2 separate regions of the Mus musculus genome follow, and region 1 is linked to region 2. A link is a contact called in public Hi-C data. All regions are on one chromosome and are shown on one strand. The core of a region is the stretch at or near the end of the contact, and the rest is flanking DNA. Distances in the headings are between cores, read along the strand shown.

The links. Hi-C and Micro-C count contacts between places; a contact is called where the count stands out from the background.
Region 1: a Hi-C map of the N1E-115 cell line shows a contact between it and region 2, with 3 times the contacts expected there. The contact joins two enhancer-like sites. A contact is called at or near these places in 4 of 39 promoter capture datasets (cranial neural crest, frontonasal cranial neural crest, liver and 1 more), 2 of 15 datasets of contacts at CTCF or cohesin (the NIH/3T3 cell line and large pre-B cells), 1 of 484 Hi-C or Micro-C datasets (the N1E-115 cell line) and 1 of 115 datasets of contacts at active chromatin or transcription factors (embryonic basal ganglia).

What each region holds. Positions count from the first base shown.
Region 1 is chr17:45,243,571-45,249,893 of GRCm38.p6, reverse strand. No RefSeq gene overlaps it. Among named protein-coding and RNA genes, the nearest start is that of Gm41582, 17 kb to the left of the region's middle. Within about 2 kb of position 4,768, at least 39 of the 459 cell types and tissues checked have an H3K27ac peak or open chromatin away from gene starts, as enhancers often do. A contact at or near this core is called in the N1E-115 cell line, where this site is marked.
Region 2 is chr17:44,714,179-44,720,125 of GRCm38.p6, reverse strand. It overlaps Runx2 (runt related transcription factor 2), which reads left to right. Exons shown (of 7, transcript NM_001145920.2): 3 at 2,830-2,934. Among named protein-coding and RNA genes, the nearest start is that of Runx2, 19 kb to the left of the region's middle. Within about 2 kb of position 1,850, at least 85 of the 459 cell types and tissues checked have an H3K27ac peak or open chromatin away from gene starts, as enhancers often do. A contact at or near this core is called in the N1E-115 cell line, where this site is marked.

The DNA of each region.
Region 1 (6,323 bases), core at 3,519-6,018, 530 kb before region 2:
CCTGGAAAGCCCCAGTGTTGGGGGACCCAGACCAGAGTCCCCCAACCTCACCTGTCTGTAACCACGTCAGGAGCCTGGAGAAAAGGCCAAGCTGTCTACCCGCAGGGACCATAGCAACTGAGATGGTTCTAGAAGAGAGTCCTTCTTAGAGAATATTTTTGTGGGTAAACTTCACACAGCATGAAATTATCACTATAAATATCAAATGAGTGCTAATATTAATTATTTTATTTGTTAGGGATAGTTTCTAGGGAAAATATTAATAATGGTTATTAGTAATATAGAAATCATTTTATCATATCAATTAGCAATCAAGAAAATGTCCCACAGACATTCACAGGCTCATCTGAAGGTATCCCAAATTGACAGCCGGGATTAGCCGTTACCAATCCAACCCCCAACCCCCACAGCCTGGCTGGCCTTGTCATTCATGGGGCCTTTGAGTGGCACCTGGCTTGCTGGTATGTTTCCTTAGATTCTTCTCTCCCTGCACAAATCACAAGCCCCTTAAGTCATGTGAGTGGTGGGGTGGAGTGGGGGTGGGTCTGTGAGGGTTCCAGATTCTTCGCCTCAGTCCTAGCTGGTGCCATGGCATTCAGTGGGGGCAGCATCTCCGCTGAGTGTTTTCCCTGCGGTTGCTGCTATTGCTGCTACTGTAGCTGCTGCTGCTGCTGCTGCTGCTGCTCCTCCTCCTCCTCCTCCTCTTCCTCCTCCTTTTCCTCCTCTTCCTCCTCCTCTTCCTCCTCTTCCTCCTCTTCCTCCTCTTCCTCCTCCTCTTCCTCCTCTTCCTCCTCTTCCTCCTCTTCCTCCTCCTCTTCCTCCTCTTCCTCTTCCTCCTCTTCCTCCTCCTCTTGCTCCTCTTCCTCCTCCTCTTCCTCCTCCTCCTCCTCTTCCTCCCCCTCCTCCTCTTCCTCTTGCCCCTCCTCATCTTCCTCCTCCACTCCCTTCACCATCTCCATCTCCTTTTAAGACAATATCTTACTATGTAGCCTAGGCAGGCTTGAACTTAAAATTCTTTTGCTTCAGCTTCCCTATTTGGGGATAGAGATGTGCCTAGGTTGATCTCTCTCTCTCTCTCTCTCTCTGTGTGTGTGTGTGTGTGTGCCACAGCATGCAAGTCGAGGTCAGAGGACAACTTGGAGAAGTTGGCTGTCTCCAACTACGTGGGTTCTGGAGATCAAACTTGGGTCAATCGGTGGTGGCAACTGTCTTTACTACTGAGCCATTTTGCTGGCCCCCGGAGGTACTCTTAACCAGAACTCCTTTTCTGTTTTCATGTGCATGTGTCGTGTGTATATGTGTGTGTGTGTGTGTGTGCATAGTTCTGCATGTGTTGGGGTGCACATGTGTGTGCGCATACACAGAGCCCTGAGGTTAATGACAGAGATCATGTTTGTTCTTTCCATCTTATTCCTTGGAGTAGGGTCTCTCTCCATCAATCCCAGAGCCCAAGGACATGGCTAGTCTTGCCCTAGTTTTGGGGTATCTCCTGTGTTCCCTTTCCAAGGCTTTAGTTACTCATGTAGGCTTCTGAAAATCTGAATCAGATTCTCATGGTTACAAGAGAAGACCTTAGCCACTGAGATGTCTCCCTAGACTCTTAATCAGAAGTTATTTTAATGCACCAAGTTCTGGGGATGATACATACATAGGCTTGGGGCAACTGTCAGTCCCTTTGGATAGATTGTGGGTGCTGGAGTTTTCAGGGCATGGTGGGAAAGGGAGCCCAGATTATTAGCTGTGTCTGCCGTGGGCACAGAATAGCAAAAAGTGGTGAGCAGGGGGCCATAGATTTGCAGGGCTTGAGTGTATCCAACTGCTTCATCTTACAGTAGAGGAGACTAGGTGCAGAGAGGGGAAGTGACTTGATCCAAGGAAAATCAATTTCCTACCAGGACTTCCCGCCCGGGGCGATGAGCTAACACGTTGGCACCCGTCACCACGGCAGTGTGGAGCATGGGCTCCTTAAGACCGTCTTCCGCTTCCCTTTGAGGTGGTGGATTTTGACATGGGAAGACATTAAAGGGGAGGCGTGACTCAGACCTTCTGAAGCCACTAAAGAGCATATTAAGCCATCGGCAGCTTTTTCTGATTTTTGGTTTTCTTGCAGTAGTTCAACATTTCCCCCCCACCTTTTAATGTAAACACATTTTCCCTCTTTGGAGAGAGCCAAGTCCCCAGTGTATCCGTTAAAGCAGGGGTTTTTTTTTTCCTTCTCCTTCTTTTGACTTCACAACTGAAAGAGTAGAGGCAAGCAACTGAATGTCATAAGGATTCGTGCTGCCGCTTCTGAGATCAGTCCCCGGGGGTTTTAGCTGGGGCTCTGCCCTCATCATCCTTGGAAGTTGGCCACGCCCTGTCACTTTGCTTAGAGTCTTCCAGGGCTTGACTTCATTCTGAATTATTCTCCGGTCAGTTATTTAAACGTCTGTAGCGCCCAGAAGACAGCCAGCTTCTCTGGGCAGGGACCATGACTTATTCATGGTGACCTTGAACTCTGCCCATTCACGGGCGCTTGAGTTCACATATGCCTGCATGCCAAAGCCATTTGCGGTGTGCCTCCCCCCACCATGCCAGAACACATTACACGAGAGGACTTCCCGAGCCAGATGGGCCACACAGATAACGTGTGTAATGGAAATTCTCACGGAGCCATGACTCAGCCTGCTTAGCCCAATGGGACTTTTCTTTGTACGGCTTGCGGTTATTAGGGTGACAAATGGCTACCGATGCAGGGTTCCCGAGATGAGATGGGGATGCTGGAGAGAGACGTCACCAGGTTTAACACTGTGTACTTTCTTTTACTTTTTTACATTTTTAAATGCAAAACATTACAAATATCTATGCAAACAGGAATTCTAAGAGAATTCTAAGAGCACCATCTAGTCCCAATATCTTTTCATGACTGTTCTTATTTTTAAAGCATCTATTTATTTGAAAGAGAGAGAGAGAGAGAGAGAGAGAGAGAGAGAGCGTGAGTGAGCGTATGTGGAGGTCAGAGGTCACCTCTGCTGGCATCACTTTGTCTCCCTTGCTGTTTCTGTTACTTTGCTGTGTCTGTGAACCCTTCAGGAGATTCTTTCCCACCTGCCCACAGGAATGCTGGGATTACAGGTGTGTGCTGTCCGGCATTTTGCTTGGGTTCCTGGCATGGAGCATAGCAGCCAGGTTTTCAGGGCAGATGCCTTTCCTTGGGAGCGGTCTTTCCAGCCCAAGGCCACCCCTAATTTTCATCCCACTCTCTGTCCCTGGCTTGGAGGGTTTGGAAGCAAAGCCTGGATGTCACCCCATGTTATCATCCATATGTGGATATATGATTGATAGTTCAGAAAGATGATGTCACCCCACGTCATCATATATGTGGATATATGATAATTCAGAAAGACGGGGAGCGTTAAGAAGATATATATAGGTCCTTGCGCTTTTAAAACTTCATAATCTTTTGCTTGCTCAAGACAGGGCTTTGTGTGGCCCAGGACATTCTCAAAGTCACTCTGGAGCCAAAGATGAAATCCTTCTGCTTCCTCTTCTCAGATGCTGAGATTTTAGGGGTGTGCCACCATGGCTAGCTTTATGGAATGCTGGGGATTGAACCCATGGCTTCATGCATGCTAAACCAACACTCCATCAACTAGGTTACACACTCAGCTCCAGGGATTCTTAAGTAGGGACAGTTTTACTCACAAGGGGGTTGTTGTCACACTGGGAGGAGGTAGCTAACACAGGCCAGATATCCTGTTATAAACATACTAGTATGCTCAGAACAGCCTCTCCAAGCCCAGCCGATAAGACTAGAAAGTCAGAGTGTGCCAGGGTCTGTAGAGAAGAAGGTCCGCTAGAGGTTTTACATGATTAGTGTGGGACAGTGACTTTGCTGGGTCCTGTGGAGCTGTCTAGCCCAGCAGTGCTCCCCTTTCAAACCCTCTCCTCTGAACTTAGCCAGTCAGGACTTGGGGGTTGGATGACTCTTGCTTCCCCAGCATGGATCCTGGGTATCTCCCAGCCACAGGCATTTTCCTCAGGGGAGCATCCACTGCCTTCAGCTGGTGCTGCTGTTGAAGGGCTCACGGGCAAGCTATGCCCAGAGGAAAGAACGTACCACAGGACCTCACAACGCTGGCCTCTCTGCATGGCCTTTGTACATATCTACTAGGCACCTAGTGTTTAAGCAAAATTTCCATTATTTTGGTACTTTTAATTGGACACCAAGATGCTTGACATTCCCACAGACACAAGCTCTCAAAGCTTACGTGAAAGCGATGAAATGACCCTTTGAAACGATCAGAAACTCTGGAATTTGAATGTGGTCCACTCACTTAGCTCCTGGTGTCTACCTGGGGTACTTAGTGCACTCCTCACATAGCACCTCGGGTCCACTTTCCCTGGGCCCAATGATTGATGACAAAGCCACAGAGACAAAAGTAGGGGGCGAGACTCCTGCATGTCCAAGAAAGCAGTCCAGAGTTCTGAACCTTGGCTCTTAAGGCAGGGAGCCCTTCACCCAAAGGCCTGTTGAAAGTAATATGAGCAAAAGGGGCCTCTGGAGATGATACCCTCAGACCTGGCAGCTCCTGGGGTTGTCACTACCTACCATCCTTGTGATCATTGGTGGGGACACTGCCTATGCCATCGGGAGCTGGGAAAGGGGAAATGGCGTGGCGGTGACAGAGACCTGTCTGCCATCGCTTTTGCTCTCTGTACTAAAGGAACCGGGTGGGGTGAACAGGGGAACAGATAAGCCCAGCCTTACAAGGCTAATGTGAGCCAACAGGAAGGATTTATGGGGTGACGCTACTTCCATGAATGAGGGCACACAGTGCAGGTGGAGCTAATGCAGTCTGGGAAAGCTTCCAGGAGGAGCCCACAGCTGGCTGGAGCCCAAGAGGAACCGAAAGGAGCCAAGTAGACTGGGGACCCAGGACACGGCTGTCCTGACCTGCCAGGGCACAGCCGGGAAGCCGTGGGAAGCTGTGGGAAGGGTATACAGGTGGGAGGGGAGGGGGGCTGTGTTAGGAGAGAGTGCTCTCAACAACCATTCCCTGAGCTACAGGAAGCCCTGAAGACTGAGCAGGAGACAGGCATAATCAGATTTGCATTTTGAAAAGGTTATTCTGGCCAAAAGTGTCAGGAGGGGGTCACGGAGAGGCGTAAAGTGAGACTTGTTTCGAGGTTGGCAGAGACTCAGACAAGCCTGAAGTAGGGCAGACAACAAGCAAAGGAAAGGGGCCACAGGTTTTGCCACATCCCAGAAGGGCCAAGGCAGCTCTCCGTGAGGTGAGAAATGCCAGCATTGTCAAGGCCTCTGACCGTAAGCCGTGCCCTGCGGCTCTGGTGCGGCGATTCTTCCACGTTCCCAGGGTACCTTGCGGGTTACTCTGGTTTTTCTGCCCAGTGCTTCTTTTCTTTTCTAGGGCAGGAAAGCCTCGTATGTTTTAGGAAGATTTCTATAAAGCAGTTAAAATGGCTGAGGTATGGCTCAGTAACAGTGTCCTTGCCTAAAGCATACAAGGACCTGGGCTCTATTCTCAGCGCCACAAAAAGCAACAGAAAGATCAAATAATGTATTCTTTGGGGGAGAACCTGGGATAGTGAAGCCAGTGTCCCGATTCTGAGTGGAAATCATAAGGTTCACATTCTAGCCACTGGAGACAAGGGCTCCAAAAAGGGGTCTCACTATTTCCGAGACAATTGTGGGGTGTGTGTGTGTGTGTGTGTGTGTGTGTGTGTGTGTAGTGTCTCGTCTCTGATTAACCTGCACTTAACCCGAGGATCCATGGTTAAAGGCTTTGAGATAGGACAGCGTGGGTGGCTCAGACTGCCACCCTGCCACCACAGGCAATGGGGATCTTCGTTAACATGACTTGGTGACAGCAGACACCCTAGCCAGTATGGACAAATGTGATGGTTTCCTCAGGAAGAGTGGGGCCTGGAGGGACTGCTCAGTGGTTAAGCGTGTGTCCTGCTCTTGTCCAGGACCCAAGTTCAGTTCTCCATATCCATGTCAGGAAGCTGTAATTCCAGCTCCAGATGTTCCGATTCCAGATGTCCCAACACCCTCTTTTGGCCTCCTTCAACACCTGTACTCCTGTGCACATAACCATTCACAGACACAAATGCGTGCGCATAATTTTTAAGAAACAATAAAAAATTCTAAACCTTTTAAAGGCTCATTTTAAACTTTATTATTGAAAAATAACAAAAAAAAAAAAAGAACAACGCACCAGACTATAATTAATTGTAATTATTATAATTAATAAGGCTATAAAATTTTTGTTAAAGAAAGGAAGAGTGAGCTCTCTCTCATACACATAAGTATACACTCT
Region 2 (5,947 bases), core at 601-3,100:
ATTTCAAAAAGGAAGACTGGTTTATCTTTGAGTATTTTGTTGCTCTGGTCTTGAAGGGTGGATTTTGTATCTGGGTTTGTTTCTATAGGCAGTGTGTTTGTTTCTCTGACTTTGGGAGGAGCATAGGCAGCTTATTAAACCAAGCAGGTTGTAAAGATTTAAAATGGAAACATCTCCCAAACCAGTCATGATATATCCACTGACATTATCACTAGCAGAGCCTTCAGAGATGCTGAAGAAAAGCATACACATCCTTGATGTATTAACATCAGCACCAAGGATGCTGTCTTCCAATCATGCTCTTTGGAGATACTGTTAGAAACGGAATCCTGAGTTTGTGGACTACTGATCTCACCCAGAAGAATGTTTTTAAAATGTTTTAATTCAAATTAACTTTGAATCCAGAGACTCGGCCATGATTTTAGTTCTTAATCTGGGCCTCCCCCTCAACTTTTTGATCTGAGTTTTGGTTGACTTTGAGGTCTTTGGGACTGGTTTAGACTCCTGGCTGTCTTATTCTTCTGGCCAGTGTGAATGTTCACAACAGATCTTCTGTACGGAGTCAAATGACTTAAACCCATGTACTATCTTGTATGTAATAACTACAATATGCTGCCTCAATGATGCTTATAGATAGATAAATTCATCTGACACATTCATCCATTTAGAGATTTATTATTTCTGGGCACAGGGAGCTAATGGGGACTCACAGTTCCTAATTCCCTTTCCATATTCTGCAGCAAAATGAGAAAAAAAAACCCTCATTTTATTTCCCCTTCATCCTCATTCCTCCCCTCCCCCTTTCCTCTGTCATCCCCCCTCCCCCTCCCCTCCCCCTTTCCTCTGTCTTCCCCCATCCCCCTCCCCTCCCCCTTTCCTCTGTCTTCCCCCCCTCCCCTCTCCCTTTCCTCTGTCATCCCCCATCCCCCTCCCCTCCCCCTTTCCTCTGTCTTCCCCCATCCCCCTCCCCTCCCCCTTTCCTCTGTCTTCCCCCCTCCCCTCCCCCTTTCCTCTGTCATCCCCCTATCCCTTCTTCCCTCTTCCCTTTTTCCTTCCCTCCCTTCCTTCCTCCCTCCATTTTTCCTTCCTCCCCTCCCTCTCTCCTCTTCCTCCATGCCTTTTCTTTCCCTTTCTTCCTTCTTTTCTATGTGGGAGAATTAAATCCAGGGCCTTGCATAGGCTAGCTATCTCCGAGTTACATCTCTACCCTCGAATATTTAAGGTCAGAAAGATTTGAGTTTGGTTTCTGATGTTTCCCATTTATTAACTGTGTGACCTTGGGTAAATGACTAAGTTTCTCTGGGGCTAAGGCTTCCTCCTTCGTGAGCTGGGGCGATGACTCTAACTGGGGAAGATTAAATGAGATAATGTGGTCGACCAGTCTGGAGCTGACTGAGTTTCTGATCAACATTCATCTGTCTTATTGTTGGCCCTTCCCACATTCCTGCATGCCCTCTGCCTCTTAACCCCTGTAGCCACGGATGGCAGTCAAGGGGTCTTAAGACTATCCACACACAGTAACAAATGATGTGTTTCTTAACCAGATTTTAGCAACTTACATGGTCTGGTTTGAAAAGAAAAGCCATTCAGTAGACTTGACAGCCAAAGACCTGTTCCCCATTAAGCCTGGCGTAGAACCTGTTCCATATTAAGCTATGAAAAGATTGCATTAAACTTCACATTGCTACATATTGTCTAAGATTTGTGTTTTGATTTAATACTCCCAGCTTTCAGTAGAATGGGGAAAAAAAAATCTGACCAAAAAACAAAGCAAAACAAAGGGAGGCTTTTATCTGCTACAGGGGCAGCCCTTGAGTACTGGGGCTCAGCTCGCTGCTGTTTTATTGAGTCACCGCTTCTCGCCCACCTTTTCCTGTCTTGTAACAGTTTGCAGTTCTAACTATCTGACATGACTAACCATTGCAAATCTAACTGATTACAACTGTCAGTGCATCTGTAGAACAGAGGCCGGCATCTCCTGGAGAAAGCAGACGCTCAGATCCCTTACCACACTCTCTTCCCTGCCCCCTCCCATTCCTCATCACGTTTAAAGCTCATTAATTTGAAGCATCAGAGGGAATGCAGCCTTGCAGAAACTCTCTTTTAAAAGTAAAACATGTTTGCGTCGAGAGGTGTCATGCTTGCTTAGCAGAAACTAAGTCACCCTAGGGAGATCCTTCCAGATTTATTGATGAGATGTGTGGTAAGGGAGGGGAAAGACTGCTTGGAGATGAAATCATCTCCCCCAGGCGCATGAAGGCCTGGAGACACGGGCTCCCCTAGAAATGATTGCCATAGGAGCTTCCCGCTTTCATCTTATGGAAGTTTATCTGAGCAGCTCAGTGCTAAGGCCCTGTGATGTAAGTAACGCCACCAGTAATAATTTACCATTGTTCTCTCAAGGGGTCATGACCTTATCCTAAATAAACACTTCTAAAATTGTCTGCCCTCACGCTGGGATGTGCTCCTGACGTTGGAGAACGTTGGAGAAAAATGGAAAAAAAAAATCAGAGATGCCTCTTGAAGCAGCCCCAGAGTTTTGGTTCTGTTACCAAAGAGATTGTTTGGGAGTGGGGGTAGAGGTGGGGGTGGGGGTAGAGGTGGGGGTGGGGGTAGAGGGTAGAGGCTGCGTGCAGAGAACCGCAGGAGAGATGCTGATCAAATTTACAGGTGTTCTTGAGTGGCTGTCAGAGGGTTTCTGGTTTAGGGGACCAATTCCTGATTGGTTGCTGCCTCAGAGATGCCATGGTGAGATTTGGATGTCTGTATTATTGTAAGGTCATCACTGCTACCCATTTATAGTCACCGTTTCCTCTCTTAAATCTGCAGGCAAGAGTTTCACCTTGACCATAACAGTCTTCACAAATCCTCCCCAAGTGGCCACTTACCACAGAGCTATTAAAGTGACAGTGGACGGTCCCCGGGAACCAAGAAGTAAGTGCCTACCTTTCTATTGAAAATGCTAATAGAGTTTGTGGGGACCCTGTGAAGAATTCACTCTGAAGGTGTTAGTGTCACTGTCACTACACATGGCCTCTGCAAACTTTATCGTACTTTATTTTTGAATACATTTCAGGGAAGGGCAGTTCATAGAACTTTACAGTTAATAGAAAATAAAATTATAGCTTAGTCTTTCCCATAGAACTGCTTTATAACTTTGGGGAACAAGTGGATAGCTATTCAGTCATGATAACTTTTTAGCTAAGGCACTCCGCTCATCCCTTCTGTGCAGTGGGAGGGGCCAAAGAGACCCACGAGGCTGAGGAAGCAAACTATAAACTTTAAAATCTTGAGCTTAGTAAAAAAGCATTTGTGTGTGTTTCCCATGGCCCAAGAATGCGGTGTTTTTTTTTTTTTTTGTTTTGTTTTTTTTTTTTTTTTTAAGCTCGCCCACTCAGTTCCCTTTATAAAGAGCACAGGACTTAATTACAAAGAATTTATTTGCAAATGATAACTTGCTTCATCATTACAAACACGGTTGTCTGGCCATTTTCTAGTAACTGTTTTGGATAGTTTCTTTAACAGAGAGATAGATACAAGCTAGGTTCATGTCCACCTTGGTTTCTTTGTCTATGTCTTGCAAAGCTTTATCTGGTGCTCAGCTGCAGGTAGTGTCTCTGTCTAGGCCAGGATTTATTCTCTTCCTGAATCTGGGTCAGACCTGACTGACTTCCACTGCCGCCCACAGTGACTTGAGCAAGCCTGGCACTAAAATACATCTACAGAGCAAAGGTTATTCCAAGTCGAGGTGAGACGAGTTCTGTAGCACATAATATAATGTAAATAGCATAGAATGGGCTGCCTTTGCAGGCTGAATACATTGGAAGTCCCAGGCATTGCAATTAGGAGGTTAAATTTGGCTTTTGATGGGGGCAGGCAGCAATGGAAGTGTTTGTTCTAACTTGATCTTCCACCTAGACAGTGAGGACGGATTCTTTCCATCCCCAGAAGTAAGGGAGGAGGCCTAGAGGGCTTCGCCTCTTCCTGTACTGTGCATCTTTTAGCAATGGGATCAATCTTACAGTAGCCCCCACCCCCACCTCCATCTCTTATGCCCCTGTCTTTGTCACAAAGGCTTGCCTGAGCAAGGGAGGTTTTCTGCCCCAAAGAAATCTTTGAGGCTTGTTTTTTTCTTCCTTTCATGTATAAGGCTTTCTTCCAAATTCCTAACGTGGGGTCAGTGCTGGCCCTGTCTGTTCATTTTGGGAATGTCCTATTAGGTATTTTGCACGCGCGCGTTCTCTCTCTCTCTCTCTCTCTCTGTGTGTGTGTGTGTGTGTGTGTGTGTGTGTGTGTGTGTATGTGTGTGTTCTCAAATCCTAAGTCTCGAGGACCAGAGGTTACGCAGCACAGGTGAAGAGAGCACATCTGGGTGCTTGGCTGGTTTGAGCTCTGCTAGTCTTTTCTGGATTGCTATAAATCTGGGTTGATTTCCTTCTGAGGCCAGACATCTTCCAACCATTGACCTGACAAGTCCATGGGTTACTTAAGAGGCAGTCCCATCCCCCTAATGCATAAAGTGGCACAATGGCCTTTTAATATTTATTCATCACCACTAATATTTGCCCTTGAAAGATCCCGGCTGCTTTCTTCAGTGCACAGAAAAGCCATTATTGTGTGCACCTGTCTAAGTGTACGTGTGTTTACTGTAGAGAGGGGTGCTTCTAAATTGGTGGTTGGGAGAGAAGCAGGGAAGGATTGGTGGCCAGCCATTCTAAAGGAGGTGCAAAAGGGGAGAGGGCTGATGGCTTGGTACACTTACTTCGGATTCCAGTGGGGATGGCAGGATCTCATTTCAAAGAGATTGTTTTGGGGCAGCATCTATTAGCAGATAGGTCTACTAAGAAAGACACGTGCCCTGGCGGCTATGGGGGCTGGGACTACATGATACATGTTGTATGTATGATCTCAGTCTATGCTTTGGGTAGTCCTGAGGGGATGGGGGGGGGGTGGGGTGCAGTGGAGAAGCAGACACCGATCTAGGAAAGGAAGACTTCCTGTCCTTGTAGCATTTCTTAGAAATTAAGTACTATTTGAAAATGTATTGTCATTTCCCTGCCACTGTATGGTCACTTGCTTGAATGTAGGGATGTATCTGGTATGAGCGACTGGTTAACCCTACAACTTGGACATTGCTGGATTCTCTCCTTCTGCCTTGCTCTTGGCCATCGGTCATAAAGACCCAACTTTGCCTTTTTACTGCAAAAGCAGTCTAAGCCATTATGCAAACAAGTGGTCAAGCTGTGTTTAAATAAAACTTTATTTACAGAGCCAGAGAGATGGCTCATGAATTAAGAGTGCTTACTGCTCGTGTAGAGGACCCTGGTTTGGTTCTCAACCCTCACATTAGGTGACTCACAGCTGCCTATAAGTCCAATTTCAGGGGACCTGAACCCAGCCTCCGGTGTGCATATTGTGCACAGAAACTGAGGCAACACATAAAGAATAATAAAGATACTTTTTTTTTAAAGATCCCTAAACTTTCTAAAAACAACTGGTGGGCCAGATGTGGCCCACAACTTGTAGTTTTCCATCCTTGCTCTAGATTTCCAACTGGCTTACTTTATCAGCCATCAACAGAGAAAGGCTTAGTAAAAGGCTTCTCCACACACAGAAAACAAAGATAATCAGTACAACTGATCTACTCTCTCTTCCCTCCAATTATAATTCCTGAAGTCTCTGTGATTTGCCATCTGAGCAGCATATTTCTAGCTATTACTTGAGAGGTTTGAAGGACTGAGGGCTTTGCGTTGTTGGTTTCTGTTTATCAGTGGAATTCCCCGCCCTTTCCTTAAAGACCTGGGTGTATACTGAAACATTGTTTCCAGTGCCCCAGATGACTGGGTACTGACATATTCTGAGTTCTCTGGTTGGGTCTGTCAGATTGCTTGGGCTGAAATCCCAGAGCCAGCATTTGTTTGCTCTGGACACGGAACACATCTTCTGC